2 separate regions of the Anser cygnoides genome follow, and region 1 is linked to region 2. The links are chromatin contacts, called in public Hi-C maps. All regions are on one chromosome and are shown on one strand. The core of a region is the stretch at or near the end of the contact, and the rest is flanking DNA. Distances in the headings are between cores, read along the strand shown. Region 1 holds the start of ATXN1 (ataxin 1). Region 2 overlaps ATXN1 (ataxin 1).

What was found. Hi-C and Micro-C count contacts between places; a contact is called where the count stands out from the background.
Region 1: a contact with region 2 is called in a Hi-C map of granulosa cells, with 1.7 times the contacts expected there. The contact joins the promoter of ATXN1 here to the enhancer-like site in region 2. A contact is called at or near these places in 2 of 7 Hi-C or Micro-C datasets (granulosa cells and liver).

What each region holds. Positions count from the first base shown.
Region 1 is chr2:54,654,675-54,660,531 of Taihu_goose_T2T_genome, forward strand. ATXN1 (ataxin 1) reads right to left here and starts at 3,070. Exons shown (of 7, transcript XM_066992103.1): 1 at 2,760-3,070. LOC136790071 (a long non-coding RNA gene) reads right to left here. Exons shown (of 3, transcript XR_010829308.1): 3 at 3,475-4,175.
Region 2 is chr2:54,451,128-54,457,366 of Taihu_goose_T2T_genome, forward strand. ATXN1 (ataxin 1) reads right to left here. Exons shown (of 7, transcript XM_066992103.1): 6 at 5,042-6,239. Among named protein-coding and RNA genes, the nearest start is that of GMPR, 56 kb to the left of the region's middle. Within about 2 kb of position 2,979, at least 1 of the 3 cell types and tissues checked has open chromatin away from gene starts, as enhancers often do.

The sequences.
Region 1 (5,857 bases), core at 1,820-4,319, 200 kb after region 2:
GCTCTCTGAGAACCACAGAGAGACTTAGCAGCTGTGAGTGCCGATAGAGGCAGCCGATATTACCAGTTTTAATTTCACTGGCCAGAACGTGCTCAGCACCTTGCACGTGAGCGGAGAACTCCAAGGCTGTGGCCTAAAATCCCAGCGCCTGGATGGGAGCTGCCACAAACTTCCGACCGACTGCAGCCACCGAACGGTTAAAAGAGCCAGCCGCGGAGAAAGGGAAACTCCGAGGAAAGTTTTATGCGAGCTTTTATAAGCGAGGTGCATTCTTACAGAGCACCACACCTTTGTTAATTTGCTAGCAGCGAAGGCAAGCAAGCGGAGCTGAGGATTTAGCTAACTTGATAAGCACGCCACACGCCGCCTGATCCGCCCGATACCACCGGGTACGCGGAGAACACCCTTCCCGAGAAGTTCAGCCATCGGGAAATGATCACCGGCATCCTTCAATTTTCTGCAAGAGCAAGCCAGCGGCCGAGGCGGCCGCGCAGCACAAACACGGCGCACGCAGGGCTCGAGGTAGCCCGGGCACACGCCACGCACGCACACCTGAATGGACGAGGAATCCTGTCTGTTACCATGGCAGCCTGATCTAATTACATGACTGATCAGGGCTGGAGTAAGCGCTGCAAGCCTACACCGCTGACATGTAGCTGCATGACGAGACAGACAGACAGACGGACCGGCGGGCGCGGAGGAGCAGCTCTCAGCCTCTGCGGCATGTAAGAGGGGACGGGGAAAGCCGCCCTTCGGAAAGAGCAGCTGCCTGCGACGACTGGACGGCTTGTACCGACACATCAGGGGCGACAGCACACGATTACAACTTACTATTACCCCGCAGCATCTCCAAAATGACTGCGCCTTCCCCGGCCATCCTCAATTTCCCTCTTCCCCATTCATAGCCCTCGCCAGGGAACTGAACTGCCTGCACCAGCCGAGCAGAAAGGGATGGAGGCGAAGCCTGGATTTTCCTGTAGTGGAAGGCTTCGTTCGAAACTGAAATTAAAAGTCCTTGACTTCCCAGTATGTAAGCAAAGCAACTCACTACGCCTGACCACATCTGACACGTAAAGTAACCCTTACTGCATAAAACACATAACCGTGAGCATTAAAGGTTAAAGTGTAACCTGCCTTGCAAAATATGAATTTCTTTACCATATGAAACGGAGAAGGTCTCCAAGCAAAGGTCATGTACCTGCACAATTCCCCATCCGCACAAAGAAAACGTTTGCGAGGGTGAACGTTTTACAAACCCCAGTTTCTCCAGCTGGGCACAGGAGGAACGATCTGAATTTTGCCCGATCCTAGCCGGAGCTTGGGCTCGGGGGAGAGAGATGCTGCTTGGAGGAGTCCCTATTACACGGCATACGGTAAACAAAATAAAAATAGCCCGTCGTTCTTGTTATCTACACAGTGCATTATATAACGGGCTTCCGACTTGTTTTCTTTTCTATTATTACTCTTCAGCAATTCCTCCTCTTCAATAGCACGCAAATCGCTCCCAATTCTGTCATTTTATTATTATCGCTATTACTATTACGGCGGGAGCCAGCGTTTTCCAGCACGCTTTAATTTAGACTTTAATCTCCCGAGGAATCGCATTCACGGACCCAGCACCCACAACACGTACGGAAGGGGGGGGGGGGGCGGGGGGTCATTTATTCCTCTTCTGCCGGCAAACTACCACCCCTTTAGGCTTAAAAAATAATAAAAACGAAACGGAGAGATGCCACCAAAACCCACCGCCAGACCCAACGCGGCGGCGGGGACGAGACCGAGCCCGGGACCGCCGCCGGCTCCTGCGGGCAGGGAGCGGAGGGGGGGCGGCCTCCCCATGCCCCTGCCCCCGTGTCCCCCTGTCCCCGTGTCCCCCTGTCCCCCTGTCCCCATGTCCCCACGTCCCCGCCGGCCCCCCCGCCCCGCTCCCCCCGGCCGGCGGTACCGGGTGGCGTCCAGCGGCCGGCCTGGGCCCGGGGCGAAGCGGCTCGGGGCTGCCGCCGGGCACATCCCCGGCCCAGCGCCGCCTCCTCCTCCTCCTCCTCCTCCTCCTCCTCCTCCTCGGCCGCCTCCTCGCTTCATTCACCCTCCGGCAGCCGCCCAGCCCCGTACTACGTACGCCGGGAGGCGGCCGCCGGCCCTGCCGGCACCCGGCCCGCCCGCCGGGCCCGCACGGCCACCCCCTGCGGTGTGTGTGTGTGTGTGTGTGTGCGTGCCCCTGACACACTCGTACACACACACACACACACACACACACAGGCAGTGTCGCCGCCCCGTCACGCACCGCACCCCGTGTCTCACACACACACACACACACACACACACACACCGTGTCACCCCCACCACCACACACACACACACACACACTCACACAAACACACACCCCGAGGCCGCCGCTCGCAAAATGTCCACCCTCCCCGCGGCCACCGGCACCCCTCCGCAATCCTCCTCCTCCTCTTCCTCCTCCTGCTTCCTCACCCCCCGGGCGGCCTGAGGAGGAAGAGGAGGAGGAGAGGGAGGAGGAAGAGGAGGACCCCCCCCCCCCCCCGCCGCCCCTCGGCCATTTCGCGGCCCCCGCCCGGGGCCGGCCGCAGCGAGCTGCCCCCCCCCGCACAGCAGCACCCCAAAAACCCCGGCCCTGTGTTTTTCCAGCTGGAAATCGCCGGCGGTTTTTGCAGCCTAAACAAGGGAAGGAACCCCGGGGGGGGGGGGGGGGGGGGGGCAGGCAGAAAGCAGAGGAGGAAGAAAAAGGCACTTACTGTAAAGTGTCAGTGGAGGTGGGGTTGGCGGGGGGGTCAGACAGGCTCGCACACAAATGTCTTCCTAGCGGCTCACGGGGCTTGGGGCTGATTTTTTTTTTTTGGGGGGGTGGTGGTGGGGGTGTTGTTTGTTTTGCTCCTTCCCCCTGCAGTGACACGGGTCCGGGATGTCTCCGGCGCTGTAGTAGAAATGATGTCTGCGGTGCAGCGCCCGCTCCCTCTCCGCTCTCCAGTATGTAAATGTGTAAGAGCAGCCAAATATGGAGCAGTTGGCTGCCTCTGCAACAGCTCAAGGATCCGACTTCATGCAAAAGAGGGGGGGGAAGGGAGGAGGAGGAGGAGGAGGAGGAGGAGGAGGAGGAGGAGGCAAGGCAACACTCTGGCAGGCGGCCAAGCGAGCCGCACAGCTTATTGCATACGCGCAGCACCGCCGGGCCCAGCCGGCCTTAACCCTTTGCGAGGCCGCCCCGGGGGCGGTGGGGACCCGGGGTGGGGGGATCCGGGGTTTGGGGGGCTCCGAGGGGGTGTCCCCCCCCGGCTACCCCCGGCCCGCAGCCCCCGGGTGAGGCCGGCCGGCTGCCCTCCGCCGCCGCTGCCTTGGGCACGCTGCATGGCAGGGACCTGGCAGCAGTTTGCAGGGTGAAGTAAATGAGCTGGGGAGACAAAAAAAAAAAAGGAAAACAGAAAACACAACGCTATATTGTTTAACGGGGAGGGGAGAGATGGCTAGCAAAGCGTGCCGTCCTTCAGAAATGGCAGGGAACGCTGGTTTGAGGGATGCGTGGAAATCGGTTGCTCGGTCGAGGTCGGTCTGCCTCTCTAGGGGAGGAAATAAAACTGTGCTGGAAGCCAGGGAATGCTCTGAAGCAGCCTCTGTGAGAGTCAGAAGAGGGTGATTTTATTTAAGATGCCATATTGCATTTCACTGTGGAGAACTGCGAAGCGTTGTAGAGCAAGAGCCCGCATCCCACTCCCGTTTTCTGAATTAGTTTTATTTATCCGGATCCTTGGCATATGCTTGAGTTGCTTTGTAGAGAGTACCTTCCACTTCATTCAGACCAAAGAGACTCTGACTCATACCATCACTGAACTACAAGACAGGCAGGGCTGAACCACGCATGTTTGGGTACTAACTCCCTCTGGATTCCTCAGCACGCATTTCATCAAAATCCCCTCGCGTCTCTCCCAGCTATACGCAGACCACTGCGAGCCTCCCCCAAACGCTCCCCCGGCAGGGCAACTTACGCTTCACCGATGCCCCAGTGCCAGCTCCTTACCCTCTTGCTTCTCTCAACATGCGTCTCTGCCGTGCCATCAGCTGCAGCGACCGGCGGGCAAGCAACGAGCACGGATGCAAAGTGTTGATCAGAGAAAATACCGCCCGCCTTCTGGACTGGCTCGGTCAGGCCTTTGAGTCTTAGAAGAAATGACAAAATGCCAAATTACCGAGACAGGTACACCTTGAGGAAATAAGTTATGGACAAATGAATGGGAGGAATACAGCCAAAGGATAGCGGGCTGCTCTGCTTGCATGCAACCTGACAGTGGTCTGCAAGTAAGCATTCGCTCTGCTTTTGCATCAGGAAGGGAGGTGCAGCACTGAGAAACCCTCTCCCCACCCCGAAGGCACTGCAAACAAAGTTGCATACATACCAAAGGCCCTGAGGTACCAGCCACAGGGAGCTGGGTGCTGTGTGGTCACCGGCCCCAGCTCACAGGCCTCAGAAAGGCTCCAGGAGTGCCATCGGCATGCTCCCTGCCACGTGGCCATCTAGGCCAGGCTGCTCGCTGCAGCTTGGGCCCATTCGCCCCCACCACCACAGTGAGCTCCAAGCCACCAGATCTCCAGTGCGGATACATCTCTCATGTGTCGATAGATATTAGCACCGGATTTTAGCATTAGTTCTAGCGTTAGCATCTAGATGCAAAATACGCTAGCGCTCTGCCAGTGTGCAGACAAGCAGAGTAGTCCCTTCTCTAAAGGGCTGTGCTAGCTCTCCGTAATTGCCAGAGAATTTAATAACAACACTGTAAGCTGCAGAGCTCTTGATTTAGTGTTGATACTGTAATATAGACTGGCTTTATGAAGCTTACGGATCTTTTACCACTGCAACATCTACGTCTTTAGTTCAGGTTCACTATGAAATCCAACATCATTTGCCACCTTAGGAGTGGTCTGGGGACAGAAGCAGCAGCAGGCCAAGATGTCTGGACAAACGTGCCACTCAGCACTACGAGACAGCACATCTACAGCAGCGTAGCAGACAGCAAATGATCTTCACCCAGCTAATGCAAGGTTCATTGATTTAATAAAAGGAACCACGGGAGAGAGACAGAGGCTGGAGATTGCTGAAAATCAAGTGAAGGCCCTGGAGAAGCTGCAACCCCATCCTCGGGATTCGATTCTGCTTACGCGGCATTCTCCCGACTGCCACCTTTTTTATTCCAGTTGTACTCCTGTTACCTCAGGAGAAAGGAATCTTTCCTTCTCAAACCTTCACCTTGCCAAGAGGTGTGGCACGCGCGGAGAAAGAGAAGCCACATTCATGCTGAAGCAAGCTTTGGGCAACTTTCCCTTCTACAGCAGACTCATGTAAGAGGCTTGTGTATTCCTCCGGCCTGTGGCTACGGTGTAAGCCACAGGACCCACATTTTTTGCCATGCTCCAGGCTTTCAAATCTCTGCCCATATTTCTGCTTCAGAGTTGAAAAGGGACCCCCTAAAATGTAAGTCAATTGTAAATTGAAGCAATATTCATTTTCCTGAGCCAGCAGGCAGCCTTCACCCATGGCTTTGGGAAATGCCATAACTGCAGCCAAGCCACATCAGGTTTGTGAGCCATTGCTCGCCTCCCTTTCGACTTGATGGATGTTGGTTGCATAACAGGCGGTAGAGATAAGGAGACTGTACCTCCACCGACATTGCCCGACACCCAGGATGTGCTACCATGTCTCAAGGTGTCACTGTGCCTCTGCAGTTCCCCTACTGAGGGCAGACACTGAGGCTCAAAATAGTCCCTCCATGGTGAATACCACAAAATTTGGAAGCGCTGGTGAAGGCACAGAAGCTGAGAAACAGCACCTGAATGTGATCTTTGC
Region 2 (6,239 bases), core at 1,729-4,228:
TCAAAGCATTTGAAACAGAAGGATGAGCCCTCTGGCTTGGAAAGTCCAGGAGCCACAAACTTACACGCTGGGAGGGAGCCAGCACATGCATGTCCTGTGCTTTGCCTTCCCCTGAGCACTCACCATTAGGTGCCCTCAAGTACTGGGTCAGACAAAACCTTTCTCCGGCCCAGCACGGCTCTTACTGCAACACATCCTCTGGTACTGCGACTGCTTTTCCAGCACCTCTTGTGACCGTAGGGGACAGAAAAGCAAGAAGGGAAACCAGTGCTGCTTGGCACCCTCCTCCTCTGCGCCTCCCACTGAGGTCAGCAGCAGGAAAGAGGCACGGTGAGACATTTGGTCAATTACTCAAGGGTTTAATCACTGAGATCAAGAGCCAGTGCTGGACAGCCTGTGTCACCAAGGACAGTGGCCGGGCCTTCCACCGGGCTGAGGAGCTCTGAGCGGCCTCCAATGACCGTCTTGTGGGAGAACAGGAAGGGGCAGGGGCGAGGCGCTTGTATTTCACGTGTTTTATATGTGGTAACATACCCAGGACAGGAGACCCTGCCTGACAGCACATCCCCAACAGGAGGGGTGCGAGCAGCTGCAGGTAAACACCGACCTGCAGAGGCACCTCTGACTCTGTCCAGAGGGACGTGTGGGGGTCTGAGACCCTGCTGGTTTGAAAGGGTACGTGACCTTTCCTCCTTCACTGAGGCATGAATGCCTCCTGACACGGGGCAGTTAGGGAGGAAGCTTCAGAGATTTATGGCACTTGCTGTCCACAATGAAGAAAATTTTGCTTAGGAAGAGTATAAGGCTCTGGACATGTATCTGACCTGTATAGAGACGACAGCTCCTCATTTTCCCACCACTCCAAACAACACCTGCCCTCACAAGAGTGCATCTCCTCTGAGACGACTACGGGGTTGCAGGCAGCAGCACCTCTGGCCACGGGGACCTGGCATGGGTGGGGTGACACAGGAGTTGTCATGAAGCCTTCAGCATCCCACCGGGGCTGCATCTGGCCCAGCTTCAGTGCCCTGTCACTGCGAAAAGGGGTGCTTCAAGGTCAGTGGCCACGGCTCTGCCCAGCTACATGATCCCACCACTGGGAAACTCCATTTCTCAAGGGCGGCCATCTCTGTCTGCCAGACCACTGGCTGGCGAGCTTATCACGAGCCCTTATCTGCTTACTGCATTCCCAGAACTCAGTAACACACGTCTGAACACAGAATACAGCTTCCCTGTCATTCAGAGGAGTAAGGACTTACTGCCCCCACGGCCAGGGAACAAAGATACGGGGATCACATGAGGGGAAGGCAGGGAGGGATCTCCATCTGCAGCAGTGAACACAGTCAACATCTCTCTTTCTGTGCCTGTTACGGTGCCAAAGGTAATGAAAAGGAGAGAGCTGAGCAAAATAACAAGCGACTGGTTTGTGTGCATGCAGAGATATAAATGGAAAACTAGATGTTAGTCTAAAAAACATACGCACTAAACTGGCATGGCTGCTAACTAGATGGTCTTACAGAACTTCTCCATCTCTAATGTCTACGGTTCTGTTTTTAAAAGAAAAGGAAAGTTATAACCTGCATGTTCGTCTTTCTTTCTAAAGCTGTACTTTAAAAATTATTGGGAGCTGAAACTCAGGGATCAAAGCAAGCATTTCAGAGAACTACTTTTGCATCTCCTGTGGGTTTTGACCTTAACAGAAATGGACGTGAATTGCCAGCTTCCGCTTGTTCCTGGCAGCAAAAGAAAGGACAGGTAATAACGATGTACGTGTTATTACAAGAATAATATGTTGAATTGCAAAGAGATTCAGATCCGTAGTTTTTTTTTAGGCAACTTGAATTCAGAGGAATAACCGCTGAACTTTGGGTTCTCATCCATTTGATACTCGTTTCACTTCTTACTCATCCACAGCAGGGATGCCATGAAATGGAAACCTAGCTTCCCTCAGGGGCTAAGGGCAGTTATTTCGCTGAAAAGGAATATAGCTTTAGGTGGGTTAATTGTCTTCTGGTTTTACATGCCTGGAAGAGGGCTGGATTTGCAAGGTGACTGGAAGAGGGGGGAAGGTGGGAGGATGACCTCGTTCTGCCTTAGCACTGTGCTGGGGAGGAGCAGCTGTGGGCTTGCAGTTATGTGACACAATAGCAGCTGCATGGTGCCTCCCTACGTGCGAGTTGTATACGCTCAGCTAAAAATAACCTCCTACCTTTGTCCCCCAGTTGGTGTGGAAATTAGCTAGCGCTTGCATAGAGTCTGAAAATATGAAATCATCGATGCTATAATGACTTCCCAGAGATCACTGGGAGGAGCATGTAAGTGAACTGGAGCTGATGATAACAGCGCTATTTCTGTGTGGCACTAACTCGTTACAACTCACGTTCCCTTGGCAGTGCCATTCGGGAAGCTCTCTCCTTCCAGAAGCATATCTGCGGCTGGGACTTAGTTACGGTAAAATATTTTGTGAGGCCAAGCTACACGTGCACGTATATTCCCTCTGTACCTGGGAGTCTGCGTATCCAAGTGCAGCGGTACCACTGAGCCACTGCCCTAAGCTCTGAGACAAAATACCGTTCTTTCAAGGGGAAGACTAAGCCCCCTTCACAGGGGCAATTTCCTAACGAGTAAAGACAGCCACACGCCCGCTAATAGGGCTAAATGCTTCCATACAGCCACGCTGGGCCATGGGTGAGGTCAGCGGTGACTTCACCCACGCAGAAATGATCTCCCTCTCTCTAAGCAGCCGAGGGAAAACCGGCGGAGCAGTCCCTGCCATGCAGGCACACAGCTGATCCGGGAAGAGACCCAAGTCCTGGAATCCGCAGGAAACCTAAATTAAACCCTCGCGCTAATCATATCTCTACGTGACTCTCCCTCGGTTCTGGAAGCATCCCCTGTGGGAAACACAGCTGGGGAGTATTTCGGCTGCGATGATGTCAGCGCGCTCCTGATAGGCTTCTGCATAAGGTGACACTCGGCTGGATGAGACCGGTGTGCGGGTTTGTGCAGCCTCGGGCTCGGCGTGCTTTCTGCCAGAGGATGGCACTCCACCCCTTGCAAAGGCGCTCTTCCCAGCACGCAGCACCTCAGCACCTCGGCTGTGCTGACAGACCCGCGAACGAGACGCGACACAAACGCTACCTGCTAATTTGTACCTCTCCTGCTGGTGCAGAGACCGGTGGTCTGGCTGCAGAGAGAGAAAGGAGAGCAGGGGAAAATCACAGAGGGGAGAGTGCTACTTCTTGAAATCTCATTATTCAGGGCACTGGGGCAAATTACAGTAACTGGTTCTGGCCCAAGCACGGTTTCTCTAATCACAGGGCCTGCGATGCACAAGCTGTCCCTGACAGCACCAAAATACCATTCAGCGGTGGGGAAAAATCCCTGTCTTTCTCCTGAAAACACCAGGGGCCCAACATCTATGTATGCATGCATGTATGCATGTATCTGTCTGTTGTGCAGATGGCACGTGCACATCTGCAGACAAAACCACACAGGGAATCTGCACATTTGACATGAGCAAGAGGACGTGTCGCATGTAGTCACTGCCAGCTATGTGCAGGTTGGGAAGGATGGGACACAGACCGCTGAGGCTGTAAGAATTTTTTGTGTGACCTGCTCCTCTGTGCCATACCTGTTTGTTTTTCTTCTCCAAACCGTCAGCCTAGGTTTCTTCACTGTATCTGTACGCTTCCAGCTCCTCTCTCCCTCTCTCTCCCGCTGGTTCTCCATCACTGAGGGTACTGCCTCGTGGTTGCAAATGCTACAGTTTGCAGCACTTGTATTTCAAACCAAACTGAGAACACTTGTGACAACGTTATTTCAAATGAATGCCTGTAGGAGCCACACTGCTACCTAGTATATCTGCTCCTGCCTCAATAGAGAAGAATCTAAATTGCTTAGAAAATGGACAGCAATAGGATAATGCTTTATGATCAGTACAGTCTTAACTTAAAAGTATCTTTGGAAAGTTACAGGATTTTTCCTACCGTGAGAAACAAAGGTCAGAAGCACAGCCTGACCAGCCACCTAGATGGTTTTCCTTTCCAAATTTCCCTTGAACAGACAGTTTATGTGAGCTGCACAGTGTTTAAACCACTCACGACTGAAGCCTCAGTAAAACTCTGTAGTGTTTCAGTAACTTACGTGTGAGTGGAAGCATTCCCAGACAGCTCCAAGCTGTCTCCAAGCCATGGAAATTCACAACCTCGCTGCCTACCTATTGCTCAAGGGTAGGATTTGCGCTGAATCTAGCCCAAGCTTTCTGGGGTGGAAGGTCAAAATCACCTACAAGAATGCAAAATATATCCTCTCGTACAGCTTAACCCATTTTGTATTTGAATAAAAAAGCATGAAGATCATGTCATTTCTCCTATGGGTTCTCCAGCTATAAAGCACAGCAGGATTTATTCCAAAATGCAAAATCCTAACCAGGCAATGAAGACCTTCGGCTAGGCCAATGGGTGGAAGAAGACCCAGCTCTTTGCCTTGGGTCTGACAATAACACACTGTGTGACTTTACTTCAGCAAATCCCTTTGCTGCCCAGCGTCTCCATTTGCCCCCTAGTCTTCGGATGCTTTTGCATGATGCCAGGACTGTTATTTTTCCATTGCGTGCTTCGACAGGGCTGCATGCAGACAGGCTGGGGCCTCGGGGTGGTAGCACAGAGCAGGTGAGGAAAAGGGGTATTGCCTTGAATTCTGCAACATGGCTCTGTGCTAATCATACCCAATGAGTACATAAATGTTTCCCCTGGACTGATAAGGGCACTGAGAACAGTCCTGTCGCAGTTTAACCTGGATGTAAGAAAAGAGGGCAGCCTGGTCCCCCAGGAAGACCCGCTTTACATCCAGGAGGCTACATTTGTCATCAGTGTGCCCCTGCTGGCTCCACCAACACTGCCAGACAGCTGTTTCTTGGACCCAAGTCAGTCTCACGGGTGGACGTGAACGATGAGAAACTAACCCCAGGCAGACCCGAAGCGACCGGACCGCACCGAAGTGTCCCCTGCAGCCCCCCACTACCACATGTCGCTATTACCTGTGCGCGATGCTCTCCAACCGCAAACTGTATCACAGCAATGCCTGGGTTATGGCTGTCTTCGATCCTCTCCACAGTGCTGGAGTCTATTTTCAGGTCATTGCTAATTTCCGCGCTCTGGATGAAGTCTTCCGTTTTCAAGTCCTCTACTTTCTTCAGCTCCCCGTTGGCCAGCTGAATGATCGACCCCTTCATGAAGTAGGGGGGCAGCGTGGGGGGAGCCGCAGCGGGGGAGGCGATGGACTGCACCACGGGGAGGTGGATCTGCGCCTGCACCATGGTGGCCTGGTAGGCGGGCTGGGTGGTGTGGGGCTCGGCGCTGAAAGCCTCGCTCTTGGGGACGGCGGTGGTGACGAATGTGTGAGGCACTGCTGCGAACTGGGGAGACGAGGTGACTATCGCCGGCGTGACGCCCGACGGCTCGACGTCGGCGCTGCCGACCGGTATGAGCAGGGGCTGCGTGCCGGGGATCACCAGGTGCTGGGGCAGCCCCCCGGGGTACCCCAGCGCTTGCTGCTGGCCGCTCAGGTAGCCGATCACCGGCGGCTGGGTCCCGGCGTAGAAGGCCGTCGCCGGCAGCCCAACGGGGAGCTGCTCGGAGGCGCTGTGGGTCGTCTGGATGACGGTGTGGGGGGACAGCGTGGCCACCGCCTTCACCCCCTCGTGGCCCAGGGCCTGCTGCGGGGACAAAGCGTAGGAGCGGTGGGCCGGCTTTCCTAGGTGCAAGCTTCCCTTGTCGTTGAGGGCTGAGGGAGAGGTCTCTCGGTTGGTGGCCTGCTGCACCTCCATGTCCGCCGTCGGCGTGCTGCTGTTGGGGACCACCATGACGGAGGCTCGGACCCCTGAGGAATCCCGGGCGCCGTACTCGGCGGGGCTTGAGTGCACCACCACGTGCCTGGTCTCGTAATGGTGAGGAGCTGGTTTATTGCCTGCTTTGACTAGACCCATGTCGGCAGAGGGCGAAATGCCGTACCTCCGGCTCTTCTCTATCTCGCCGTTCAGTACCTCCTTGGCCTGCATCGCCTGCAGCCGGCCGCTCTCGGGCTTCTTGGGGGCGTCCCTCGTGACGAAGTGCGAGGCGTCGCTGTACTGCACCACCACTTGGGAGGAAGGGCCGAGGGTGAGCGTGTGGGGGATCACTGTCTGGTGGGGGTGCAGGGGGACCGGGATGGTTGGAGGAGAGACGTTTCTGACCGCG